Regions from separate parts of the Mus musculus genome. Here regions 1, 2 and 4 are each linked to region 3. Evidence: chromatin contacts called from public HiChIP or PLAC-seq and promoter capture Hi-C data. All regions are on one chromosome and are shown on one strand. Each heading gives the region's core, a stretch centred on a gene start, on an enhancer-like site or on the middle of the called end of the contact. The rest is flanking DNA. Distances are from core to core; before and after follow the strand shown.

What was found. Promoter capture Hi-C pulls out the DNA fragments that hold promoters and counts their contacts. HiChIP or PLAC-seq counts read pairs in DNA pulled down with a chosen protein or histone mark. Capture Hi-C pulls out chosen DNA fragments and counts their contacts.
Region 1: a contact with region 3 is called in a promoter capture Hi-C map of liver, with 2.9 times the contacts expected there. The contact joins the promoter of Agtpbp1 here to the promoter of Hnrnpk in region 3. A contact is called at or near these places in 1 of 39 promoter capture datasets (cranial neural crest), 1 of 484 Hi-C or Micro-C datasets (muscle stem cells), 3 of 115 datasets of contacts at active chromatin or transcription factors (astrocytes, large pre-B cells and stem cell-derived neural progenitor cells) and 2 of 9 other capture datasets (liver and pancreatic islet).
Region 2: an H3K4me3 HiChIP or PLAC-seq map of embryonic forebrain shows a contact between it and region 3, with 4 times the contacts expected there. The contact joins the promoter of Spata31d1a here to the promoter of Hnrnpk in region 3. A contact is called at or near these places in 4 of 39 promoter capture datasets (the HPC-7 cell line, cranial neural crest, hippocampal neurons and 1 more) and 2 of 115 datasets of contacts at active chromatin or transcription factors (embryonic forebrain and embryonic stem cells).
Region 4: a contact with region 3 is called in a promoter capture Hi-C map of liver, with 7 times the contacts expected there. The contact joins the promoter of A230056J06Rik here to the promoter of Hnrnpk in region 3. A contact is called at or near these places in 1 of 39 promoter capture datasets (liver), 1 of 484 Hi-C or Micro-C datasets (B cells), 5 of 115 datasets of contacts at active chromatin or transcription factors (astrocytes, cardiomyocytes, extraembryonic endoderm stem cells and 2 more) and 1 of 9 other capture datasets (adipose tissue).

The regions. Positions count from the first base shown.
Region 1 is chr13:59,556,029-59,559,009 of GRCm38.p6, forward strand. Agtpbp1 (ATP/GTP binding protein 1) reads right to left here and starts at 1,274. Exons shown (of 26, transcript NM_001377097.1): 1 at 1,070-1,274.
Region 2 is chr13:59,704,605-59,707,520 of GRCm38.p6, forward strand. Spata31d1a (spermatogenesis associated 31 subfamily D, member 1A) reads right to left here and starts at 1,593. Exons shown (of 4, transcript NM_028157.2): 1 at 1,361-1,593; 2 at 442-484. The coding sequence starts at 1,546. It overlaps Gm40972 (a long non-coding RNA gene), which reads right to left. Exons shown (of 3, transcript XR_873547.2): 3 at 2,083-2,287.
Region 3 is chr13:58,401,228-58,403,930 of GRCm38.p6, forward strand. It overlaps Hnrnpk (heterogeneous nuclear ribonucleoprotein K), which reads right to left and starts at 1,285. Exons shown (of 16, transcript NM_025279.3): 1 at 1,166-1,285. It overlaps Rmi1 (RecQ mediated genome instability 1), which reads left to right and starts at 1,370. Exons shown (of 3, transcript NM_028904.3): 1 at 1,370-1,562.
Region 4 is chr13:59,583,769-59,586,659 of GRCm38.p6, forward strand. It overlaps A230056J06Rik (RIKEN cDNA A230056J06 gene), which reads right to left and starts at 1,455. Exons shown (of 2, transcript NR_045633.1): 1 at 1,357-1,455. It overlaps Naa35 (N(alpha)-acetyltransferase 35, NatC auxiliary subunit), which reads left to right and starts at 1,565. Exons shown (of 23, transcript NM_030153.2): 1 at 1,565-1,691; 2 at 2,385-2,513. The coding sequence starts at 2,390.

The DNA of each region.
Region 1 (2,981 bases), core at 24-2,523, 1.2 Mb after region 3:
ACCATATGTAACTCCAATTCCAGTGAATCTGACACATTCTTCTGACCTCCTCAGGTACACACATGGTGCACACACACATGCACACACAGGCACACACACATATGTATATATACATATGCATATGCGTATAAATCTTAAGAAACTAAAAATACCACAGAAGGTTAAATTACGTTAATATATTTGACATTTATGTCATGTTGGTCAAACACATAAGGGGTCTGTTTCAGAGTCCAACAGAGATTACAATTTTAAACACTGATCCATCAATTCAAGGCAAAACTCTATGGTCATTCAAAATGACAGTGTAACTCCATTGTAGAATGTGACTCGGGAGAACGAGAAACCAAGCAAACCAGGAGAAACTCGGGTGGACTAAGGCATCGCCAAAGTGCGGCCCATTAGAGGGATCTGATTACAGATCTCCAGGACTTTGGTTTTGACATCTGGCCTGTTTTAAAATCCGTACCGTTCAAAGTGCCTTAAATAAATCATTTCTTCTGCAGCCAACGAAACCAGAAACATTTCCAAAACACAATTACAAAAATAACTTCCTCTCTCAGGGAAGCAAGGAGAACTGTGAGAATAAGTCAGAAGCTGGCCAAGGAAGAGCGAGCGCTCGGGAGAGCCACTCGACTCTGTGGACTGCGAACTGCCGGGTACCTGATGGGCACCGTTACCATTCCGAACACCTGGAGAGGGCTTGCCACAGACAGCCTGCCATGCCAGCGGGATCGCCGTCGTTACCTCACACGCCGTGCGAGACCTGCATCATCCACGGACCAGCATACACAGTCAACGTCCACCCCGACCACCCGGGGAGGTGTTGAAACTGCCGTCCACGGCGCTAAACTGTCAGGGAGCAGCCAATCAAAGGGTCCCGGGGCGCGGCAGGGCGGAGGCCAGGGAGTGGCGGGCAGCGGAGCGCGGAGGAGAGTGCACGGGGCGACGACCGCCCCGGCTCGCTCGACTGCCCGCCTCGCCGCCTGGCAGCGCGCTTCGCCTCCGCCAAGTGAACCGAGGAGCCGCCGGGAGCCGGCGAGCGGGACGCGCGGGCGGCGGGGACGCTCACCGGCTCGGCTTGGGCGCTGCGCTCGGCCTCCGCGCCCGGGACTCCCGGGGCGCACGGCGGTTCCTCGCCGCCCGCCGCCCTTCTCCCGCCGTCCGCCGCCCGCGGCCCGCCGTTTTCATACAAACCCGGGTGGCAGGAGAGGCGGAGGCGGCGAAGACGGCCGCGGAACATGCCCGCATCCCGGGCAACGTCAGCGCGGCGCCCCGCCCAACTCACGGCTCCGAGGGCCGGCTCGCGTGCGCCCGGTAGGGCGCGTGCGCGTGGGGGAAGGGCGCTTCCAGGGAAGGGCGGGACGTCGGGGGGGGGGGGGGCCCGCGGGGCGCGTGCCCGCCGGCGGGGGCGGCACGCCTGGAGGGAAGACAAGCTGCGCGTGCGCAAGGTCGGGTGGGTACCAAGAGGCGGGGCGGGGCGAGGAGGGGCGGGGCGGGGCGGGCGGGGCAGGGTGGGGCGGAGTAGGGAAAGGACTCCACTCTGGCGTGGGCAACCGGCGGTGCGCGCCCTTACCTTTGGGTTCCTGTGGGTCGTGGGCCAGTGTAAACGTGTTAGCCCGCTAGCAGATCGACACGTTCATCAAATCGCCTTCTTTTTTCCTTCCCAACCGGGGGCGTAGCTCCCAAATCCCATCAAACCTTGGGAAACAGTGAGGCTAGTCCTTCCTGACCCCAAGTTGACCCAGAACAGGCTGTGAAGGCTGTGGCGCATGGCCCATTTATCCAGGTAAATGAGATTATCTGATGGTACTGCGAACAAAATGTCATGCCCATTCATTTCAAAACGATGTTATGGAAAACCTTGGTGCAGAAGCTAAAGGCAAAAAACAGTGGGGGAGAAGTAGGGAGCATGCTTGTGTTTTGACTGTGTTTAAATACTCTGAGATACATTGTTAATAAAGACATCATTTGCCTTTTTAAGGAGCATCGACCATGCTCCCTGTTTATGGTGGTTGGTAAGGGATGTAAAATTATCACAGCATGATAGGGGACTAAACTGAGCCCTGTGGGGTTTTTATTTTGTTCTTATGTTTCGTTCAAGCAGGTTTGTGGAGGTAATTCAAAAAACGTATTCAAGGTGTGAAACAGTGCTTCATGCTACTTGCTCTTGGCAGATGTCTTTACTGAGAGGAACAAAAGACTGCCATTTTATAAATGTTGGTTTTCCCCATACCTATAACACATGTGCACATAATGATAGATTCAAGTATTTAAAATACCTTTAAACCACTCTCCACCACAAACTCCCCAAAATGAAAACGATTGTCTAAGAACATTTAGTAGTTCAAAATTCATGAGACATTATTCAAAGAACGTGTTTCTAAATCAACTTGCAATCTAGAAATACATATAAATTGAATTCCTCTTTAGCAAAGTATGGTTAATGGTCAGAACAAAGGCTCAGAAGATTGGCCCATACAGCCGGGTAACCCACAGCGTCATTGGCTTTGAAGTTATTGCAAACACACAACTTGCAGATGAATGGCACCTTTAGCAAGTGTGAGAACCTTCTCACCTGGAGAAGGATTGGGCTCCAGCTCTTATCAGACCCATGGGAGTTCCCAGCCTCAAGGACCATAACTTAAAAGCATGGAAGCACAAGGGTTTGAGCACTCGGGAATTAGCTGGCTACTTCTCTGAGCACCACACTGCTCCAGCTGTCTCCAAACCCTCAGCCAGAGCACTGTGCAGGAGCAAGGGTCCTCCAAGATCTCCCTCCATCGCCATGCTGTTAGACACCTTCTCTCCCAGAGCCACTCCTTTGAAGGCTCAGCTCAATCTTGTACGCCTCCACTTCCCTTCTCCCCAGAGGCCTGCTTCCAACCTACCTGAACAGTAGTGGAATTCAAATGATTTTGAAACCTCACTCATTGTGTGGCAATAAACTAATGACTAGAGGGAAGCATGACTCAGTGACCGGA
Region 2 (2,916 bases), core at 343-2,842, 1.3 Mb after region 3:
GCGCACATGCGGCTCATTTGCTAATCTCCCCTCCCCCACCCCCTGTGTTGTTTCAAGTGCCTCTCAAAACCACTGCAGGAAACGCTGCTCAATGATTTCCTCATAGCTGTCAGCTCCCGGGGAAGGAAACGGGGGACACAGTGTCAGGAGACTTAAGCTGTGCTTCAAAGCAGCCAGTACCCGCCTGCGCATCCCACAAGATTCCTGAAGGGCCATGCCTGTCTCCCTGCTCATTCCACAGCCAGGGGGCAGAACTCCATGTTCTGAGATGCTGTGCCCACTGCTTCAGGCGTGGGGGAGTAGAGGGGACTCAGCTCTATCTCGGGTTGATCTTGTGAATCGGAGTCTCAGGAGCAACATCTTCAAATCATGGACCTGAAACTTCATAGAAAGGACATCAGGGGGACGCTGGGATGGTGACGTTAATAGGTGGACACCTACGTTTAAATGCTTTCCTTTGTTTGCGCCTGATGCTGTTCTGCCGCTGTAAGGAAAAGAGAAACACAGTGAGCACGTGAGACTTCTTTGTACTGCTTCTCTTTGTTATATATTCAGAACTCCTAACCACATTATCCTGAGGTCTATTGAATAAATGAGATTTATGCATTCATTTTACTAACTTTAGAAGTAATCACTTATGTTCACTGCTTTTCTCTCTGGGAAAGTAGAGGAGACCACGACAATGTCCACACTTGGGGATCTCAACAAAAAGTCTTCTTGATAGCATGGAGTCTGGAGGCAGCATTGACATCTCTGCTCTCTCCAAGGGCTGTGTGTGAGGCTAAAGACCACGAACCAGGCTCTAAACAGAGGCCTTCAACACGCAGCACTGTGATCCTGACCAGTTCATTGTGGAGGAGGGTAGGGGAAGGGACAGGTGATGCGGGAGTGGATCATAGGATCACTGTCAGGAGAGACTGGTCCCATCCCCAGAACCCAAAGACTGGAGCCAAGCCACTAGGACCAGTTTCCTACTTTGTCCTGGAAAATTCAGGCACACAGATAGGAAGGTGAATGTGGGCTCCAAATGGGAACCTTAGTCCTCCCTCTCATACCTCTCTTCTTCTCCCCTCTCCATCTCCCCTCCTCTCCTTTCCCCTTCCCTCTTTTTTTCCCTTCCCCTCTCCTCTCCTTTCCCCTCCTCTCCCCTCTTCTCTCTCCTCCCCCCTTCCTCCTCCCCTTTCCTCTCCTCTCCTCCCCTCTCCCCTCCCCTCCTCTCACCTTCCCTCCCCTCCCCTCCCCTCCTCTCCTCACTCATTCATCCCAGACATCCCTCTGACAGCCAAGCTCACCCCACAGCCAGGACAGAACTACAGCCTAGCAGTGAAGTCTCTCTTGGGAACTCACCATCCTTCCTTACCTTTGGGGTGTATTTCTTTCTCCCCAGCAAATGTATAAGCAGTTTCAATATCAGGTAGGAGATGTACAGAAGCAGTAGCCCCAGTCCACTCAGAAGAGTGTAGTTGAGGTCTATGTGGTAGGAAGCTGAGCCTAGGGTCAGCCATGTCTCACTGAGGCCATTCAGAGCTGAGAGAATCTTCTCCATGGCAGCAACAGCATGGCTGCCTGAGGTGTCTGAGGCTGAGGGTTCCTGAGCTTGACTAGAGTCCCAGGCCTACCTCACAGAGCAGGGAGAGTCACAAGGGTTTCTGAGGGTGGAGAGGAGGGTGTGTCTCCAGCCCTTCCCCCACCCCCAGGAGCTCCTCAGAGCCCTCTGCCCAACCCTGCTGCTCCCTGTTTCTCTTGCTGTTTGGAGAACTTGATTTGGACCTCAGCTGTGTTGGGACCACGTGGTGCCTGGGATTTTGCTTTGCTGAGATATTCACAGCCTTGGCAACTAGGCCCTTCTCACATATGCGCTATCTGCAGAATGGTTATTCCCTCTGCCTATTATATTTATTTATCTTCTCGAATATCTAGAAGTAAATGTCTCTGAGTCGAGCTTGAGTGTCTTTTAGTCATAGCAACACAGTTAAGTCATAAAACTGATACAAATACTAAATCATGTTAGAGCATATATTTTTGGTCAGCTCATGTATTCTTGGATATAACTGTATACCGTGTATTTTTTTTTCTGCAGTTAGTAAAAATTTAATTGCATTAAGGCTTTTGATTATGCTCCAGGTGCACAGAGCTGCAGTGACCAGTCAGAGTACCAGTTTCATGTCTAGGAAGAGTTGGTCTTTCCTCTTTTCATTTCCTTGCTGTGTCGGCGGATGATAGGAGTTTTGCCATTCTTTTAGATGGGGCTGGCTGTTGGTAAGCTCTGAGGGTGGTGCCCGGGATCCTTGAGGAGAGAGTCGGTGTCAGTGCCTTAAAGAAGAACCTGGTTGAGGCCCGTCCCTGACTGCCTGTCGTCCGCTCTAGGTAACCACATAATCCCAAACCTAGGAACCTCTCACATGTTATCCAAGCAGCAGCGTCAGGGTTAAATAACCCGGAGGTTGCTGCGCATCCTCATCTACACCTGCTTTAAAGAAGAATTGATGCTTTGTTCAATTTGGGGTTGGTTTGTGGCCTTGTTTCCCACTGAACGCTGCACGCCTCTGGGCCTTGGTGAGTTCCTTTAAGAATTTGGGGTGAGGCTCTGGTTCACCATTCTCCTGATGATTGGATATTCAAAATGACTTCACTTCCCACCCCACCCCGCAGCATCACATGATGGTTTAGACATGGTTCATCATCGTATGTCAGTCTTCATCCTGTGATAAAATGCCGAGGATGAAGAGAAGAAAAGCTTTGGAGGGTCATGGTTTCACACCGTTTATTTCCAGTCACTTAGCATGTCCCTTAGTATGACGCATGTAATTGTGCGACTGTATTATAAAAGAAGTGGCTGTCCTGGGACAAACAGAAAGGGAAGTCAGAAAATCAGGGGCCAAGGGCCTTGTCTTCCCTTCAAGGTACATCCCAATC
Region 3 (2,703 bases), core at 35-2,534:
CTTCTCCTATTCCAAAACGCCGGCAGCAAATGACGATCCCTCTGGGGACCACTTTAAATGCAGAGATCGGCCGGCCACTCCGCTAAACCCCCGGCCGCGGGGGTAAATGGATTCAGGCAAATCAGCCGGGTCTACGCACACAAACAGGCCCAGCCAGCCCTCTCGTCCCGCGGCCGCTGTTCCCACAGCGCGCTGGTGTTAACAGGTCCGCCGAGCGAGACCGACCGCGCGCGCTCGCCTCCCGCCCACGGGCCGGGCCTGGAAGCAGCGGCCAGCGACCGTCGCCGAGCGGCGAGCCTCTCCTCACCCGGATCCGACAGGAAATGGCGGCCCGCGTAATGGCGACTACGTGCGACTAGGCGGAGTCGCGCGAGACCCCCCTCCCCCACCCAGCACGCGGGCTCGCGAGCGCCCGTCCCCCGCACCTCCCCCACCACCCGAGACAAAGCCGCCGCGGCCGCCCCATCGGCCCCGCCGCGCAGCACCCCCCACCCCGGAGGTGGGGTGAGGAGGGAGGCCCACGCCGTGGAGGGACAAAGGGCGGCCGGGGCGCACACACACACACCACACCCGCGAGTCCACCGGACGGCCCGGCGCTCCCTCCACACGGGGCGCCCGCGTCGCAAACCCACAGGCCTCTCCTTCCCGGGTCCCTCAAGCCACCTAGCGCCGGCACGCCAACCGCAGGGGCACGCTCGGGGAAATGGCGGCGGTGGGGGGAGGGGAACCCGGGCAACGTTCCCCGGCGGGCCACGGCCGCCCCGAACGCCACCCCGGACAGCCGACTACGGCGTCCGACCCCGCTCCAGCCAGCGCGACCCGCCCGTCCCGCTCACCGCGCGAGTCCGCCGTTGCCTCCCGGCCGCGCCGCCTCCGACGGTCGGTCACTGCTAGACAGAGAACGAGGACAAACCCCCTCCCACTTCAGCGTCGCGCCCCATTGGCTGCCCAGGCTTCGGCGGTGGTGCGAGCGCGAAGCGATTGGCCCGTGGCCGCGTCAATTACGGCGCCGAGAACCCCGCCTTCCGCCGGCGACTCCCTTTGGGCTGGAAGGCCGCGGGCCTGAGAAAACTCGGGCATGGGGATAGCCCAAGCCGCCATCCCGGGGCGCCAACCCGCTCCGGGGACTCGCTACCCCGAAGCCCTAGCCCACCCAGATACCTACAGGCCGCAATCGAGTGGGAGACGAGCACGACGGCGACGTCCGTGCAGCGGAGAAGCAGAGGATAATGGCGTCTGCAGCGCTGTCGCCTGTAGCGCCCTCCTCCTTTCTCGTTCGCGCACTCTGTGGTGAGGGGGAGGGGAGTAGTGACAGACCTCTCGCGAGACTTCAGCGGCGCTGCTCACGTGTGCCGGGAGGGGCGACTGCGGGGGGATTTTCGAGCCCCGAGGGAGTTTGGCGCGATTGGAGGAGGGACGGTCGCCCCGTGAGCGCCCGATTGGGCGGGAAGAAGTGAAAGAGGGAAAAGAGAACCCAGCTGGGAACGGGAGAGGGAGAGCGGCGCGCGGCCCTGGGATCACGCTGCGGTGCGAGGCGAGGCGAGGCGAGGCGGGAAGGCCAGGTCGGTCGGTGCTCCGCCCGGGTTCCGCAGCTACCCGTTGTCGCGTCTCGCTCGCCCCCTCCCTCCCCGGCGCTGCGGGCTCTGCGCCCCCTCCGCGGCGCCCGGGAAACCCGCTGTGCTAACGGCTCCCCCGGCGGGGAGGGCGGGGGAGGGCTGGAAGCGGCGCCCGCTCCCAGGGAGCCCGGGGCTTACTTCCGTGTTGGGCCGGTGCGATGCAGACCCCCCGGGAACGCCGCGTAGGGAATGCCCGCGCGTCCGTGCTGCAGCGCTCCCTGGGACCCTCCCTGAGAAAGCTCGCAGGCACACTGCCCCGCCATGGCTGCCCCACCAGGGGAAGGGAGGGTCACTGCGGGTGCTCGCCTCGCTCCTCATCCTCACAGCAGAGCTCCACGGTCCCCAGACTCTGGCTGATGTCCGGATGTCAGCCTGTAGGGGTGACCTCCAGTTAGCGAGGCGTGTGTGCGAGCGCACCCTGTCCTACCTTTCCCTCGAATAATCCCAAAATGTGCACACCGGCCAGCACCCTGTAAATCGCTCCGTTACAGAGCGGTCGAGCCATCCTTTACCTAACTGACAGAAGAGACTGGGGCTTGAGGATCTGGTGAGGGGGCTCTCGTTCTGAGACAGCCTAGTGTAGCCCTGGCTGTCGTGGGATCCTGTAGATCTCCTGCCGCTGCCTCTCAAACGCTGGCATTAAAAGCGTGTGCCCCCACTCCTGGCTCAAGATTTTTCATATGGTGGTTTTTGACCCGGAGGGTCTCTCAAGAGATCCACCTGCCTCGTCCTCCCAAAGCAGGGATTAAAGGCAAGCGTAACCATGGCCAGCTAAAGTTAGTATTTCTTTTTTTCTTTTTCTTTTTTTTTTTTTTTTTTCCGAGACAGGGTTTCTCTGTGTAGTCTTGGCTGTCCTGGAACTCTGTAGACCAGGCTGGCCTCGAACTCAGAAATCCAATGCCTCTGCCTCCCAAGTGCTGGGAGTAAAAGCGTGTGCCACCACTGCCCGGCAAGTTAGTATTTCTAGTACAACATTTTTTTTTTCCGAGGCAAGGTTTCTCCGTGTAACCCTGGCTGGTCTGGAACTCAGAGATCCCCCTGTCTCTGCCTCCCGAGTGCTGAGATTATTGCCTGCATAGCCGCCTCC
Region 4 (2,891 bases), core at 205-2,704, 1.2 Mb after region 3:
TTATGGGTGCACTGTAACTGTCTTTAGAGACACAAGAAGAGGGCACCAAACCCCTTTACAGATGGTTGTGAGCCACCATATGGTTGCTGGGAATTGAACTCAGGACCTCTGGAAGAGCAATTGGTGCTCTTAAACACTGAGTCATCTCTCAAGCCCATATATCCTCTTATTTTTTAAAAAGATCTATTTATGTGTCTACTTGAGTGTACAGCACCCGTATGCCAGTGCACTTCTGGACCACACTTACAGGTAGCTGTGCTACCTCCAGTGGGTCCTGGGAATGGAACTTAAGTTCTGTGGAAGAACAGGAAGCACTCTTAACCTATGATCCATCTCTACAGCCGCCCCCTCCATGAATCTTTATCAAATTAGTGTTTGTCACGCCCTTATACACAATATTGAACAAATCAGATGAACCCTGTTCACATTTTTCTAGGTTTCTTCTGGAGTCTCAAAAGGTCATTAAACCAGTTTGTGCGATTTCTTTACTCATTCTCCTCTTCTAAGGAGAACTAACTACATGCCTTACGTTTTTAGGGCAATTTAAACGAAAACAAAGTTCTTGTCCTCAGGAAATACACTCCATGGGGGAAACAATTTTTAAAAAATTTAAACAATCAACATGAAGTCCGAGGATACAGCCCAATGACAGATTGCTTGTGTACTCTTACTGAGTGTTAGCTCTCAACCCTGGGACAAATGCTAACGGAGATACCTATTTAACATGTATAGGCGGAACGGAACGTTCTCCTAGAATCCCAGTCTCTACCTGGTAGAAGCTATGGCTGGCATACCCGGCCCCCTTACTCCAGCACAGGGGCTGGGCTGCACTGCCCCCCAGCTGCCTTCGCAGACATTTTGGTTACCTGGTTCTTCTCTTACCCCTTCCCCTGGCCCCTTGGTCTCCCCGCTCTCCTCTCTGCTCTCCTCCCGTGAGCCGGCTCAGGGTCACATTCCCTCTGGACCCTTCTGGATGTCTGACTCTGGCTATGCTCTCCTTCATACCTACACTCAACCTTCTCCTCCACCATACTTAGAAGCAGTCGTGTCCTTTTTAAATATTTTTATTTTTTCATTAATTAAAGGACCTGGGTTCCTTTCCAAACACCACCCACATCCACACCCAATCTACTTTATGTCAGGATTATTAAGATAAAACTAAAACATCTGAGTTTGGAAGAAACGTGCTAGCAAGCTCGATGTAAATGTCTTATTTTTCTTTCCTTTACAAAGTGCTTGCGCGCTGAATGCAAGACATAATAAATAAGGTCAGTTTGCACAACCACAAAACAGCAATACGGCCGGCAGCTGGCCCCTCCCCGGAAGCCCTACCCCTCCCCTTCACCCTTGAGTCACCTTAAAGAGTTTCCCAGGAAGCACTCCAGGCTCCGCCTCTCTCTGGGTTCCGCCCACGGCCGGGTCTCGGCCGGAGGGGAGGAAAATGGTGCATGGTTTCCGGTCTCGCGATGTGCTATAATCCCGCGAGAAGAGAGGATGCGCGCCTACCCGGATGCGGCGGCCTAGGTGAGGGAGGGGGCGTGGTCGGTGCGCGGAGTCCCGAAAGTCGGGAGCCGGGAGCGCGCGCCCAGGGCGTACGCATGCGTGCACGCGGCCGGCGGGGCGGGGCTGCGAGGGGAGGGGGCGGCGGCGGCGACGGTATTGTCGGTGTCGTTATCTCCGTGGCGCGGACGGTGCGTTTTGACGCGGGTGGTCGTGGGAAAGTATCCGGGGTGGCCCAAGTGGGGCCGGTACGACCCCGAAGTCCGCCGTGGCGGATCTCAGGGAGTGGGCACCGGCGGCCGGTTCCTCGCCGCGCCTCGGGTCGGAGCCGAGGGCGCGCGCCGGGAGGCCGGGCTGTGCCCGTGTCGCCCGGGCGACGAGGGCCGCCTGCTGCCGGTTCCCCGCGTGGACCGGTCTCCGCCTCGATCTCGGTCTCAGTGGCGCTCGGCCCGCGGTGGGCCAGGGTCTCTGCGGAGGCGCCTGCAGGGCGAGGCAAGGCCCTGGTCTTGCGAAGCCCGCCAGGTGAAGGATGCTCGGTCGCTGCCGAGCTTTGAGGGTGGCTCTGATTCCCGGAGGCCGGGCTTGACAGCCGGCGTCTCCGGACTTGTAGTCTTGGGCTGGGATGCTTGAAGATCTCTGGAGGGATTGGAAGAAGTTGTGAGTCCTGGCAAGTGCGAATCAGTGCGGGAGCAGCAGCCCGGTTTATGTGAGGTCAGGTTGCTCAAAGCTAGGTGGTTGGGTTTTGTTTGTTTGTTTTTGCAGAATTCAAAGGCGTTCTGCCTGCAGAGTTTTGGAAGTCTTTCACCCAACACTTGGGGCAGTTTTGCAGCTCCTGTGCCTGCCAAAGCTATATTCCCAGCCTCACACCAATGTTCCCTTTGCAGGCATCATGGTTATGAAAGCTACTGTAGACGACGATGCTTCGGGATGGGAGCTCGGGGTCCCGGAAAAAATGGAAAAAAGTAGCACAAGCTGGGTGGACATAACCCAGGATTTTGAAGATGCTTGTCGAGGTGAGTTTTGAATTTGGGGGCTTTTTGGTTCAAAGCCTGGGGCAGGATACATGAGGTTTTCTCAACTTTGACTTAAAAAAAGAAAGAAAGAAAGAATAAGAAAAAAAAGAAAGACAACCTTGTGATTTTTTTTTTTTTTTTTTTTTTACTCAGATTTGTCGTTTTGTTTTTGAGAACGTGTCCTGTAGCCCAGGCTGACAATGTTCTTGTTGTGGAGATGACCTTGAGTTTCCTGCTCCTCTTGGATATTGAGATTACAAGCCTGGAGTATGATGTCAGGCTCAGTGTTGATAACCATACATTACTCTGCTCTTTGCTTTTTTACTTTTGGTCTAAAGCAAATGTATATCGGGTAAAACTTTAAATACGGATGTTGGC